Linked DNA regions of Oryctolagus cuniculus: region 1 is linked to region 2. A link is a contact called in public Micro-C data. All regions are on one chromosome and are shown on one strand. The core of a region is the stretch at or near the end of the contact, and the rest is flanking DNA. Distances in the headings are between cores, read along the strand shown. Region 1 overlaps RAB8B (RAB8B, member RAS oncogene family). Region 2 holds the start of RAB8B (RAB8B, member RAS oncogene family).

Region 1 (6,338 bases), core at 651-3,150, 52 kb after region 2:
CTTCTATAATGTTATTTACAAAAAAACAAGGCCTTGAAATCCTCTCTTTCAATATAAGTAACATTCTTAATTTTATTTCTACTTCTGTACATTTGTCTTCAAACCTTCATTTTGGAGAAACAAATATATATGTATGTATTTCTAAGGATTTATTTATTTAAAAGGTAGGTTGACAGAGAAAGAGAGAGATCTTCCATCTACTGGTTCACTTCTCAAATGCCTGCAATAGCTGGAAGGGGGCCAGGCCTACTCCATCCATGTCTCCTACATGGGTAGGAGCCAGGAGCTCCATCCGTGTCTTCTACATGGGTAGCAGAGGCCTAGGTACTTGAGCCATCATCTGCTGCCTCCCATGTGCATTAGTGGAAGCTGGATCTGAAATGGAGTAGCCGGGACTCAAATCAGGCACTTCAGAATGGGATGCAAGTGTCCCAAGAAGTGGCTTAACCTATGCACAAAATTCCCTGACCCTGGAAAAAGAAATAGTTTAAAAGTTCAGTCTATGAATCATTTTTTTCTATTTCACATGTTTGTTTACTTAATTTATTTTTATTTACTTGAAAGGCAGAGAGACAGAAAGGGAGAGACAGGGAGAGAGAGAGAGGGAAAGAGAGCAATATTTTGATCTTTTGTCTGCTGGTTGGCTCCCTAAATGCCTGCAACAGTCAGGGCTGAGTCAGGCCAAAGCCAGGAGCCAAGAACTCTATCTGGATCTACCACGTGGATGGCAGGGACTCAGACTGTCATCCACTGCTGTCCAGGAAGCTAAATTGGAAGTGGCGTAGCCAGGACATGACCTGGCACTTAGATTTGGGATGTAGGTGTCCCCAGCCGTGGCTTTATTTACTGTGCCACAACTCCTGTCCCTGGAAAAAGAAACATTTTAAAGCTTCAGTGTGTGACTCATGTTTTCCTGTTTCAGTAATACATTTTTTAATTAGAGATTTCAACTAATTATCATAAAGTCAGCTACTCTAAAATTTCATTAATCTCCATGTTTATAATTTATATGTCTATTCAAAAAGCATAAGCAAAATGTGGTTGTCAAAGCAAGCTTAAAAACTGGCAGAATCCATCTAGGCTGTGTCTTCATTGTTAAAAATAATCTCAAGTTAGGAATTCAATATTTGTGAAACTTTTTTCCATTTTTTTTTTCTGGAAGATCTCTGAAATGTAAATAGACAAACCACATAACCCATACCCAGATAGCCTAGGGTCACAGATGTTTCCAGATGTACTTTTGAAACAAAGAACATTTTCCCCCTTTTTAATTGTAAAAATGCAATGTTAAGTTTCAGAGTATAGATAATCCACATAGAAAACTTGCAGCAGTATGAGGAAACCCAGCCCTAACATTTTGCGTTACTGTCCTTTATTGAAAGGCTGAATGACCCAGGAAACTGATTTTTTTTTTTTTCATGGTTATCCTAACTTCAGGCAAATAGAACTTTTAGAAGAACTTCAGTGGGAACCAGGTATAGAAAACCTCAGTTGGAGGTCCCTGCTGTTTCCCGACCTCTGCATTTCCTGGGCCAGGCTACAGACTTCTCCAAGTGACTCAATAGAGTAACCAGGAGAGAAGGGAGAGCTGTGGATGTTCTAAGCTGCCACAACCACAGAGCAAAATGCATCAAGTCACAGCTTACACTTAGGGTCAGGAGAACTGGCTGGCCCTGGGGGGTTGCCAAGGCCAGAAAAGTAACTCTTTCCCACACTCCAGCCGTGGCACCCTTTCACCTATTCCCAGACCCAGGGACAACCTCTCCATTCTCTTGACACAGAAAAGGTTATGTTATGAAATCTCTCGACTGACTCATGTGATGGTAGTGTGAAAGATTGTTGTCAGTCTTCCTTCTCTGTGTTAAATGATACCCAGTTTGCGGAATGAAAGTGATCCAGTACTGCTCATTCCAAACTGCTGTTAACTGTAGACGTGGGCCAAGTCCAGTTTCCTTCCGTCCTTCCTGCTGGCAAGTCCTTTTTCCCTCCAGCTTCCTCCAGCTCCCAGTGGTGTCCGAGAAGTATCTGATAAGCAGTGCTGTGGATAAGTGCTCACTTTGCAGCCCTCACTGCCGGGTAGCCGCCAGCCCTTGTGCTCTGGGAGTCAGGCTGAAACACAACTTTGCCTGCTCAGAGATGCAGGGCAGAGCCTTCCACCCTCCCAGCCCAGGGGGAGGAGGCAGCTGTCCTCCTCCTTCTCTCATTGAATGGAAAATCAGAACTTCTTTGTTCCTCCTGCTGGAGTTTGGGCCACGCCCAACATAGTGCCCCGCCAAGGGCGCTGTTGTATTGGACAGGGTGGGAGTGCTTGCTTTTCTAACTAAATCTTCTAAGATGCTTTTCATTGCTAAAATTTGGTTTGAGTTTTTGACCATCATTAATAAATGTCTGTCTCCATATGTCAGTTTTCCAGATAACTAATTCTAGGTTTTTTAAAAGCTTTGGAAAATCGCAAACATAAAAAACTCTCACGTGTACACATACTTACCACTCAGTTTTAGAAATAATAAATTATTGTTAGAATCCAAACTCCTTGTGAGAACCTCTTTGATTTTTCTCCAGTGGTAACAGCTACCCTTAATTTGTTGATAATCATGTGTGCATGTTTTATACTTTCGTTATACATGGAAGTATATATAAATGGTGTATATTGATTTTGGCTTTTTTTTTTATAGTGTTAAGAACTAGTTTGTATATTTCTGCAAGTTGTTCTTCTCACTTAGCATTAGATTCATCTGTGATGATACCTGTGCCTCCCGTTCACTGTCCCAGAATATTTCCTCCCTCTCCCCTCAGGTGCACTGTCGGTGGACATTTCAGTGGTGGGAGGGGCTTATCTGTAAATGCCAAAATTTGATTTTTAAGTCCTTTTTATATTAGTCTTTGTGAATCTGAGTAAATTGCTGCTTTTCTCTGGGCAGTTTTCTTAGCCACTAAGGGAGGATTGGGCTAAACCATCTCCCAGGTATAATAGGTCTATATTCTATTCTATGACTTTGTTTCACAGATGCTTCTCTGCCACCATATAATGTCGAGTATATCAAGTCTGAGTAACCATTTAGAGTAAGATTCAATTTGGGAAAATAATCCATTAGAGAGTGTGTGTGTGTTTCAAATCAAAATGAGACCAGCTCTGAGTCCCTTGGGAATGTTTTCTTAAAATTCAGATTTCCTATTTTACTAATCAGGTATAGCTATTCATGAGGAAACTGGAACTGCCTTCATGCTGTCAAAAAATTAATATTGGGACACATTTGAGCACCTTGAGAGCAGCGCTGAGATTCTGAACTTGGCAGTCAGGTTGCCGCAGGAAGGAAGGCCGCGTGCAGCCTGGTGGGCCACAGAGCGCTCCTGTGTCAGGATGACTCAGGGTCGTCATCTTGAGCATGAGTTACTGTACTGTTTGCTGCCCAAAACGACACTGTCTGAAAGGCTCTTGAGATGAGGAGAGCTTTTCAGATCTCAGTGTAATTTTCTTTCTTTTTTTTTTTTTTTAAGATTTTTATTTATTTATTTGAGAGGTAGGAGTTAACAGACAGCTAGAGAGAGAGAAAGGTCTTCTGTCTGCTGCTTCACTCCCCAAATGGCCGCAACAGCCAGAGCTGCACCAATCCAAAGCCAGGAGCCAGGAGCTTCCTCTGGGTCTCCCACAAGGGTGCAGGGGCCCAAGGACTTGGACCATCTTCTTCTGCTTTCCCAGGCCACAGCAGAGAGCTGCATGGGAAGAGGAGTAGCTGGGACTAGAACCGGCACGCATGTGGGATGCTGGCATCGCAGGCAGAGGATTAACCTACTGTGCCACAGTACCAGCCCCATCAGTGTAATTTTCTTAAGATGCTATGTTTTTTGAGATTGTGTAGTTCTAAAATTAAAAAAAAAAAAAAAAAGCTGCTCCCTCACTGCCAGGCAGAGCTGTGGTTCTTGCTGCTGACAGCACCCTCTCCCATTCTTTTCATTCTTTAATCCCCTGGGGCAGAGGATAAACCAGGGGAGCTCAAGGACCCATCAGTGACAGTCAAGTTTGAACCTGAGATGTTGTGGCTGCTACCTGGGTTACTTATTGTCTATTTTTTTTTTTTAGCTTCATTTGTTTATTTGAAAGGCAGAGTTATAGAGAGGGAGGGAGAAATAGAAAGAGATAGATCTTCCATCTGTTGATTCACTCCCTATATGGCTACGATAACCAGGACTGGGCCAGGCCAAAGCCAGGAGCTTCATTAGGTTAGAAGTAGAGCAGTTGTGACTGGAACCAGCATCTATAGCGGATGCCAGCATCGCGGGCAGTGGCTTAACCCACAGTGCCATGGTGCCAGTTCCATTGTCCTTTTCCTTCTTATTTTCTGGTTCTTGTTTGCACATTAGACAAAATCACTTTCAAAAAAGTACTGCAGTTTATCATTTAATGTCATAACATTCGTGAGAGGAAAGTAGTGACAGCTGCTATGATTCGTTCATTTCATATGCCTGTGAATATTAAAATTTTATTAATTCAATAGATTTGAGTATTGTTGTCGAGGATATTTTGATTGATTCCAACAGCCTTTCTCTCTACTATTTTTAGCAGCCTGGTGGTTGGAGGAGTGACCCAGCTTCAGGTTGGGCCTTGATTAATCTAAATTTAGGGGTGGATTTGGATTAATCCAATCTTGCTAACTCCTCGTGTTAATTGTTGGTTCGGGAATTCGGCCTTAGCTCCTCAGAACGTGACTTTCCCACGGCTCTAAGTACAGAAATGAAGCGTGAAGGAAAGGTGCTGGAGGCTTTGGGGAAATGTTTTCTCACTTCTGAGAGAGGCACAGGAAGATGATCTCTCTTCTTGGTATTGCTTCTGTGGTTCCTGACCACAGAGAGTGAAACTGATACTCCTAGGAAGGCAGAGCCAAGGGAGGTGCAAAGAAATGAGCTGGAGGTACCAGATTGAGCCATTCCTGAACCCCAGCTCACAGTTGGGTTTGTTACATGAGTCAGTAACTTACCTTAAACTAGTATGATTTGTGGTTTCTGTTGTTTATAGCCGAAAGTGCCTCATTTGATACATTGTATCTATAGCTATTCTCTCTCTCTCTCTCTCTCTCTCTCTCTCTCTCTCTCTTTAAAGATTTATTTATTTATTTGAAAGAGTTACACAGAGAGAGGAGAGGCCGAGAGAGAGAGAGGTCTTCCATCTGATGGTTCACTCCCCAGACGGCCGCAATGTCCGGAGCTGTGCTGATCTGGAGCCAGGAGCCAGGAGCCTCCTCCCGGTCTCCCACGTGGGTGCAGGGGCCCAAGGACCTGGGCCATCCTCCCCACCATCTCCGGCCACAGCAGAGAGCAGGACAGGAAGTAGAGCAGCCAGGTCTGGAACTGGTGCCCATATGGGATGCTGGCACTTCAGGCCAGGGCGTTAACCCACTGTGCCACAGTGCCGACCCCAATATAGCTATTCTTTAAATTTTTTTTTTTTTTACTTATTTATTTGAGAGGCAGAAAGAGCTCCCATTTACTGGTTCACTCCACAGATTGATGTAATGGTCTGAGGTTGGGCTAGACCGAAGCCAGAAACCAGGAACTCTGTCCTGGTCTCCCACATGGGTGTTAGGGGCTCAAGCACTTTGGCCATCATCTGCTACTTTCTCAGATGCATTAGCAGGGAGCTGGATTGGAAACAGACAACGAGGACTCAATCTGGTACTCTGGATATGGGTTGCTGGTCTCTCTGGTAACAGCCTAATCCCTGTACCGCCTTGCCGGTCCCAGTATTTAACCTTTAATTTCATATCTACTGGGTACATGTATCTGTGCACAACCTAATGGAAAAAGAATGATTTAAGAACAGTTACAAAGCAATATGTTAATAAAACCCAGTAACACAGGATTGCATCACTGTGCAAAAGCCAGGCCTTGAGGTAGGGATAGATTTGGCCAAGAAGAGAGCTGAGCAGATGGAGCAGCCTGAGAAAAAGCTACAAAGTTAGGTGGTCGCACAGAATTGGAAGAGACACACACAGGCTCCCAGAAAGAAAAAAGACACTGCGGGTAGCAGTGCCAGCAGAATGCTCCGTCCAGTGGCAAAGGCCGTATTGCCAGGCTGGGGATCCATGGCTTCTTAGCTGGTCCAGTGATGTCTCCGTGGGGGTTGCTCACAGTCGTTCCGGCCGTGGCATGTCGGGGAATTAGGTGGGGGGAGATGTTGGCGCAGTGTCCTGGGAAGCTGTTACCAGTAATCCATGCGTGAAGTGACAAGAGCTGTAGGATAATAGAATCTCGATGTCTAATCTCTTGGGTTTCTACTAGCATAGAATTTCAGAGTTCCCATAGCATGTTCACTCTCAGACTCCTTTTTTTAATGGATGAAG
Region 2 (5,926 bases), core at 2,191-4,690:
ACCCAGATGGACACAGCTCTGTGGATGCAGGACTGGAGTCCCACGATGCACAGCCACCAGGGGGGAGGAGCAGCTTCCACAAAGCAGGAGGAAAGTGTGATAGTGACAAAATCGACAGAGGGTCAAATCCTTGGATATCTACCCTTGGGTAGTCAGGCTGTCATGTAAACGTGAGCTCTGTGGAAGACTTTAGAATCCCGTGGAAGGTGCTGCTCTGCCCAGTGCCTTGCAGAGCTGTAGCTATTCCAGGGTGGGCTGGGCAGGTGGCATGCATTATTGGTGTGCTTATCTCAGAACACTGCAACATGGGTTTTTAGGAAAGGGCCATTGATACCACTTGGACAAAGAGGGGACTATGGCAGCCAGCAGCATATTACCTGTGGTACCCTCAGCTCTACAAATGTGCTGTGTCCAGTCCTTTGAGCACAATGCCTTGAATTGGTGGTACTCGATTACTACTACCAAAATCTCAGCTCCTGATGCCATACTGCTACACAAAATAGGAAAATGATTCAAAAAGGGAAATTTGATTCTTCTTGGTTGGTATGTTCAAGTGGTTCAATAGTGGAAGCCAAACTTAGCAGTAAGAAAGTCCCAATATTGGGGTGGGCATTGTAGCATAGCTGGTTAAGTTCCCACTTGGGACGCCTGCAGCCTCTATCAAAGTGTCTGGGATCAAATCGTGTCTCCAGCTTCCTGCTAATGCACCCGGGAGACAGCAGATGATGGCTCAAGTGCTTGGGTCCCTGCCGTTCACGTGGGTAACCCAGCTGGAGTTCCTGGCTCCAGATTTTGGCTCCAACTTCTGGCTATTGTGGGCACTTGGGGAGTGAACCAGTGGATGGAAGTTCTCTCTCTCTCCTCTCTTGCCACTCTTCCTCTCAAATAAAAAAAAAGTTTTTAAAAAGTCTCAAACATCATATATGCTTGCCAGTAAAGAAAAACTGGGGAAGTGAAAATATGACAGAATTATTTTTAAAAAATTCCCATGTATTAACAAAATTCCCCTAAGGAAATTTAGGGACTTTAAAATTCCTAACTCTAGCTTCTCTTGTGAACATAAGTTCTTATTCATACAGAAAGAGAAAGATACTAGTTGCCAGCAGATGGTGGGACTAAAGTTATTTTAATAAGTACACATTCTTCAAAAGACAGATGATTCCACTAGTTTTTGGAGCTATATTCCCCCCCCTTTTTTTCCTAGCAATGAAGATGAAGGTGTAGAACTGGGCTGTCCACTTATTCAGAGCCTGGATGAAGCCAAAGACTTGTCCAAGGGCTGGCTTGGGCAAAGAGGCCCAGCCCGTGAGATTCCTTATTAGCGGGGCAGACACTGTGACTTTGACCTCCAAGGTCCTTGTTCCCATCAGGTAGGCTGCAGCAGCAGCGGTAGCCCTCTGGACACTGTAGGATCAGTAACTACGATGTATTTACCTTCTGTCCACATAGAAGGTGAAGGCCAATTCCAGGACCAGCTAAGTCTCTGCCACAATAGGACTGAGCTTGGAGTATCAGTGGCATTGTGCACGCACTCAAGATGCATCTTAGAAGCTGCTGTCTTCTTCAGCTAACCATTCTGTGTCTTCCTCTTATTCCACTGAGTCCACTGGCTCCCTTAATACTGCTAGCCTTCCAGAAGGTGTTTCCCTGCAGGACTGGGGAACCTTTCTCCTGCCCAGGGCCATTTGGATATTTATAACCTCATTCACAGGCCATATAAAATCACCAACTTAAAAATCAGCCCGCTATTATAGATTTGTTGCATTTTGAGTCTCGCTTGCTGTTGCCTTGGCAGAGCCAGACCACGTGATTTCATTTCTCATGCGCCTTACAGGTGGGGGCTGGAAATTCCCCACCCCTGAAGGGTAGGTGTCTGGGCCAGTGTTTCTCAAATATTTATCATTGTTGATCTCAAGACCCCTTTATTCTCTTAAATATCTTTGTGGATTCCAAGGAGCTACTGTCATGTGGGTTTTACCTGTTGAATTTGCCGTTTTAGACATTTTAAACAAAATATTTATTTTTTATTTATTTGAAAGACAGAGTTACAGAGAGGGGTAGAGAAAGAGGTCTTCCATCAGCAGGTTCACTCCCCAAATGGCCACAATGGCCGGAGCTGGACCTATCCAAAGCCAGGAGCCAGCAGCTTCTTCCAGGTCTCCCACGTGGGTGCAGGGGCCCAAGGACCTGGGCCATCTTCCACTGCTTTCCCAGGCGCATCAGCGGGGAGCTGGATTAGAAGTGGAGCAGCCAGGACTCAAACCTGTGCGCATATGGGATGCAGGTGCTGCAGGCCCCAGCTTTAACCCCCTACCAACAGCGCCCACACCCCTTTTAGAAATTAAAACTAAGGTGGGAGGAGAGTGAGGAAGCCCCTCCAGGATGCAGCTCCCAGGCCGGGCCTCCCTAGCTTCTCTCTTCCACATTACCTGCACCAGTAAACTCCCCTTTCCAGGAGGGGTTTCTACCACGAGCGAATTAAAGAGGACTCAGTAGTGGATTCATAAAACGGAGGAATGAGTCAGACGATGTGCAATAAAGAGTTGAGTCGCATATAACAGTATTCCCTCGTCATTTGTCACCAATGAGTGATGGGGGATGAACGGAACAAAGTGCTTTCACTTTTTTTCAGGATCTCATTTAATGTTCTCTGCACACCTCCAAAGTAGCATGTTTTCAATACACCTTGCCGCCGTGCAGCCCGCGTGCCTTGTCACAGCAGCTAGGAGACGGAGCCCAGACGGAAACAAAGTCTTATCCTCTAAATTCTCAGGACACGAGGCCCGAAATTTTGCAGGGCGCAGATGTGTGGCACGAGCCTTCTCGGATTTGCAGGGCGCAGGGAGCGGCCTGCGTGGCCCATGCTCTCCGGGAGGAGTAGACTTTGGCTCTGGCCTGAGACGTGGAGAAAGGGGCCAGAGGAAGGTTCCGGTGAGCACGGGGGTCTCTCCCGCCCAGCTCCGGGGCCGAGGGGCTGCGGAGGGGGCGCAAGGGCATTGCTGCGGATGCGAGCCGGGGGAGCAGACGAATAACACACCCGGCCCAGAATCGCAGGCTGCGTCCTGGCAGCCCCGAGGAAAACGAGCATCTCCACTCAGGGTCCCGGCGGAAGAGATGTGGGAACTGCGAGACAGATTCCGCACACAAAGAAACAACGGAGTTCCATTCCGGCGGCGCGACGAGAGCAGAGTTCGAAACGGAGCCTCCCTTCCCAGCTCCAGCGGCACCGCCTACTCCACCCGGTCACCCCACCCAGACATCTTTTATCTGCTGGGGTCGCTTGGACTGTCCGCGCTGGGCACGCCCGAGCGCCCCGCCAGAGAGACTACAAATCCCATGAAGCCCCTGGGGCGCGGGCGGTGATGACGAAGCGTTCGCGGATTGGCTACGCGGGGCGGGGAGCGCAGGCCTTCTCCGAGGGGCGGGGCGGGGCACGGGGCGGGGCGAGTGGCGGCGCGGCGGGCACGCCCCCTCTCCCGCGGCCCCCTCCTCGCTTCTCCCCGCCGCCTCCTCGAGCTCCCCGGTCAGAGGGCCGGAGCGAGAAGATGGCGAAGACGTACGATTATCTGTTCAAGCTGCTGCTCATCGGCGACTCGGGGGTGGGCAAGACCTGCCTCCTGTTCCGCTTCTCCGAGGACGCCTTCAACACCACCTTCATCTCCACCATCGGTGAGGGAGGGGCTGCGGCCCGGGACGGGGGTGAGACCTGGAGGGTGGGTACGAAGGGGCCGGAGGGACGACCGAGGGGCTTGGGAGCCCCCGGAGCGGAGACCGCGGGGCGGCGGGAGCCGTGCGAGAGGGCGACAGCGTGAGGGAGAGGGGCGCGCGGGGGACGTGCGCCCTGGGCGTGAAGGGGGAACTTGGGGGCCAGGGCAGGGGAAGGCGAACCCGAGGAGCCAGGACTGGGAGGACTGGGGCGACGGGGGCGCGCGGGGGCTGACAGGGAGGGTCCCAGCGGGACAGAGTGAGGAGGGGACACGGGGATCCCGCGGAGAGCGAGAAGGGGCTCGTGGATGTGCGAATGGATTAGAGGGCAGGAAAGAGAAAGGAAATGTGAAGGGGAAATGGAAGGGTTGGGGGAACGAGAGGGGCGGGCAGAGGACACAAGGGACGGAGGTGAGGACCCGGCGGGGAGAAGGGGGCTGAGGGGAATGAATGATCCGGAGGGGAGGGCGCGCGCGGGGGGGTGGCTGCAGAGGTGCGGGCAGAGATTGGGGGGCGGGGGGAGGCCGAGGAGAACTGCAGGCAGGAGAAGAGTTGCGGGGAGGAAGGGGGGATGAGGCTACCTGGTTGGAAAAGTAAAGGCGGGCGGGGTGCGGGTGGAAAGGGAACGCAGCAGCGGGCAGGCGAGGCGGACAAGGTGGGCAGTGAGAGGGGTGCGGGACTTCGCGGTCTTACTGGGTGCTCCGGCTTACCGTCGTCTCTGCTGCTTTGGGTCCAGTGCAGGAGAAAGCAGAAAGTGACTACTGATGGAATGCTATCTGTGGAGCATTGAGTTGTTCCCAGTGTGCACGGGCGTTAAGGGGATTGCTGACTTCGGGGAGTGATGTGGTCAGGAAAATAGGGCTCGCCCCTTCTTGTCTCCTGAGAAGCAACGCGGCTGGATTTTTTTTTTTTTTAATTGGGAACTTGAATGCTTAACAACTTCTGAACCAAGGAATTGATCTTGCTTTCTGTTGCCACTCTGTATATTTTGTTTCGGTTCTAATGATGACTTGTTAAATCAATCACAACCTGCAATATACCGGTACCCCAATTACTTCCAACTGATGCAACACTAATTTTTTCCTCCCTTTTTACTGGAAGAAATGGGTTCGGGTAAAAAGATCTCTAACTTATCAGAAACTGAAAAGCGGAGCGAAGTTGGTTTTACCCGGCTGTACAAGCGTCCTTAACCTCACTTCTGTAGTTAAATGGCTACAGTAGATTAAGTACTTTAAGAATCGGTTTTGGGCCGTCTGGGAGATGTTTCTGGCCTCTAGAAGTAGCTAATTTAGACATCTCTTAAATGGTTCTTAAAATATTTCTCTGCATGAGTTTCTGGATTGGGAAATAATGGAAAGCTTGTACTTTGGTAATAAGTGTGTTTATGTACTTGTGTTTGTGAGGATAATTGCCTTAAAAAAAAAAAAAAAAGTACCTGAGTATGGAGCCCTCTTCAGTTCAAGACCGAGAGAACCTACGGTTTGCTGCTTGACTCCGGCCTCTTTCGTACGGATTGAACAGCCTGAAACCTCCTTGGTGTTGTGATGTCTGGGCGTGGGGAAGTTTGAGTTTGCAAGTTCTTGGCAGTCAGTCTTGAGTGGGACTTTTTCTTTTCTGAGGAAGCAGATTCTAAATGTCATCTCTCAAGTGTTTTCCTAAGAGATCTGGTGGGAGCTGATACAGCAACTGACGGCGTTAACGTTGGACACGGGCACTCCTTCCAAAACCCCCACGAAACTCCATCCCACTGATGAGCGCACTCTGCAGTGCAGACCGTGAGCTTTATCACGCGAGTGGGTGGCCTTCCGCGCTTCCTGTGTGTGACCCTCCCAGAGGCGTCCTCCCGCCTGGAGAGTGAGCAGATCTCTCGGATGCTGTCCCTGCCGAGCTCCTGGGATAAGTTTTGGTTGCTTCGAGTAGTTTGGTCAGTTTTCTCTTTTTTTCCCCTTCATTTTTGTCCCACATTTCCTGTAAGGGTATCTTCTTCATTTCAAAAGAGTAGCTTTAAGAAATTACTTTTCATGAGATTTTTTTTTTTTTTTTTTTGTGATGGAAACGAGGTTCTTTGGAAGATTGAGGCTGTTCAAGCCTGAAACCCAGTGTCCTCTGACAGTTTAGAAGAGGAGGTAGGCGTTCATTGGGGTGCATCTCCTGGGAGCTGTGGGTCTTTGTATTTTCTGCGTGGTGGAGATGGTAAGAAGAGGCCATGGGCCACGTCTTC

What was found. Hi-C and Micro-C count contacts between places; a contact is called where the count stands out from the background.
Region 1: a Micro-C map of ear pinna shows a contact between it and region 2, with 1.6 times the contacts expected there. The contact joins the enhancer-like site here to the promoter of RAB8B in region 2. A contact is called at or near these places in 2 of 6 Hi-C or Micro-C datasets (ear pinna and an unstated tissue).

The regions. Positions count from the first base shown.
Region 1 is chr12:86,276,676-86,283,013 of mOryCun1.1, forward strand. The region is part of intron 1 of RAB8B (RAB8B, member RAS oncogene family); the gene reads left to right. Among named protein-coding and RNA genes, the nearest start is that of APH1B, 38 kb to the right of the region's middle. Within about 2 kb of position 1,901, at least 2 of the 8 cell types and tissues checked have an H3K27ac peak or open chromatin away from gene starts, as enhancers often do. A contact at or near this core is called in ear pinna, where this site is marked.
Region 2 is chr12:86,222,840-86,228,765 of mOryCun1.1, forward strand. RAB8B (RAB8B, member RAS oncogene family) reads left to right here and starts at 3,441. Exons shown (of 8, transcript XM_002718184.5): 1 at 3,441-3,669. The coding sequence starts at 3,546. It overlaps LOC108178249 (a long non-coding RNA gene), which reads right to left and starts at 3,392. Exons shown (of 2, transcript XR_001794973.3): 1 at 3,038-3,392; 2 at 1,910-2,895.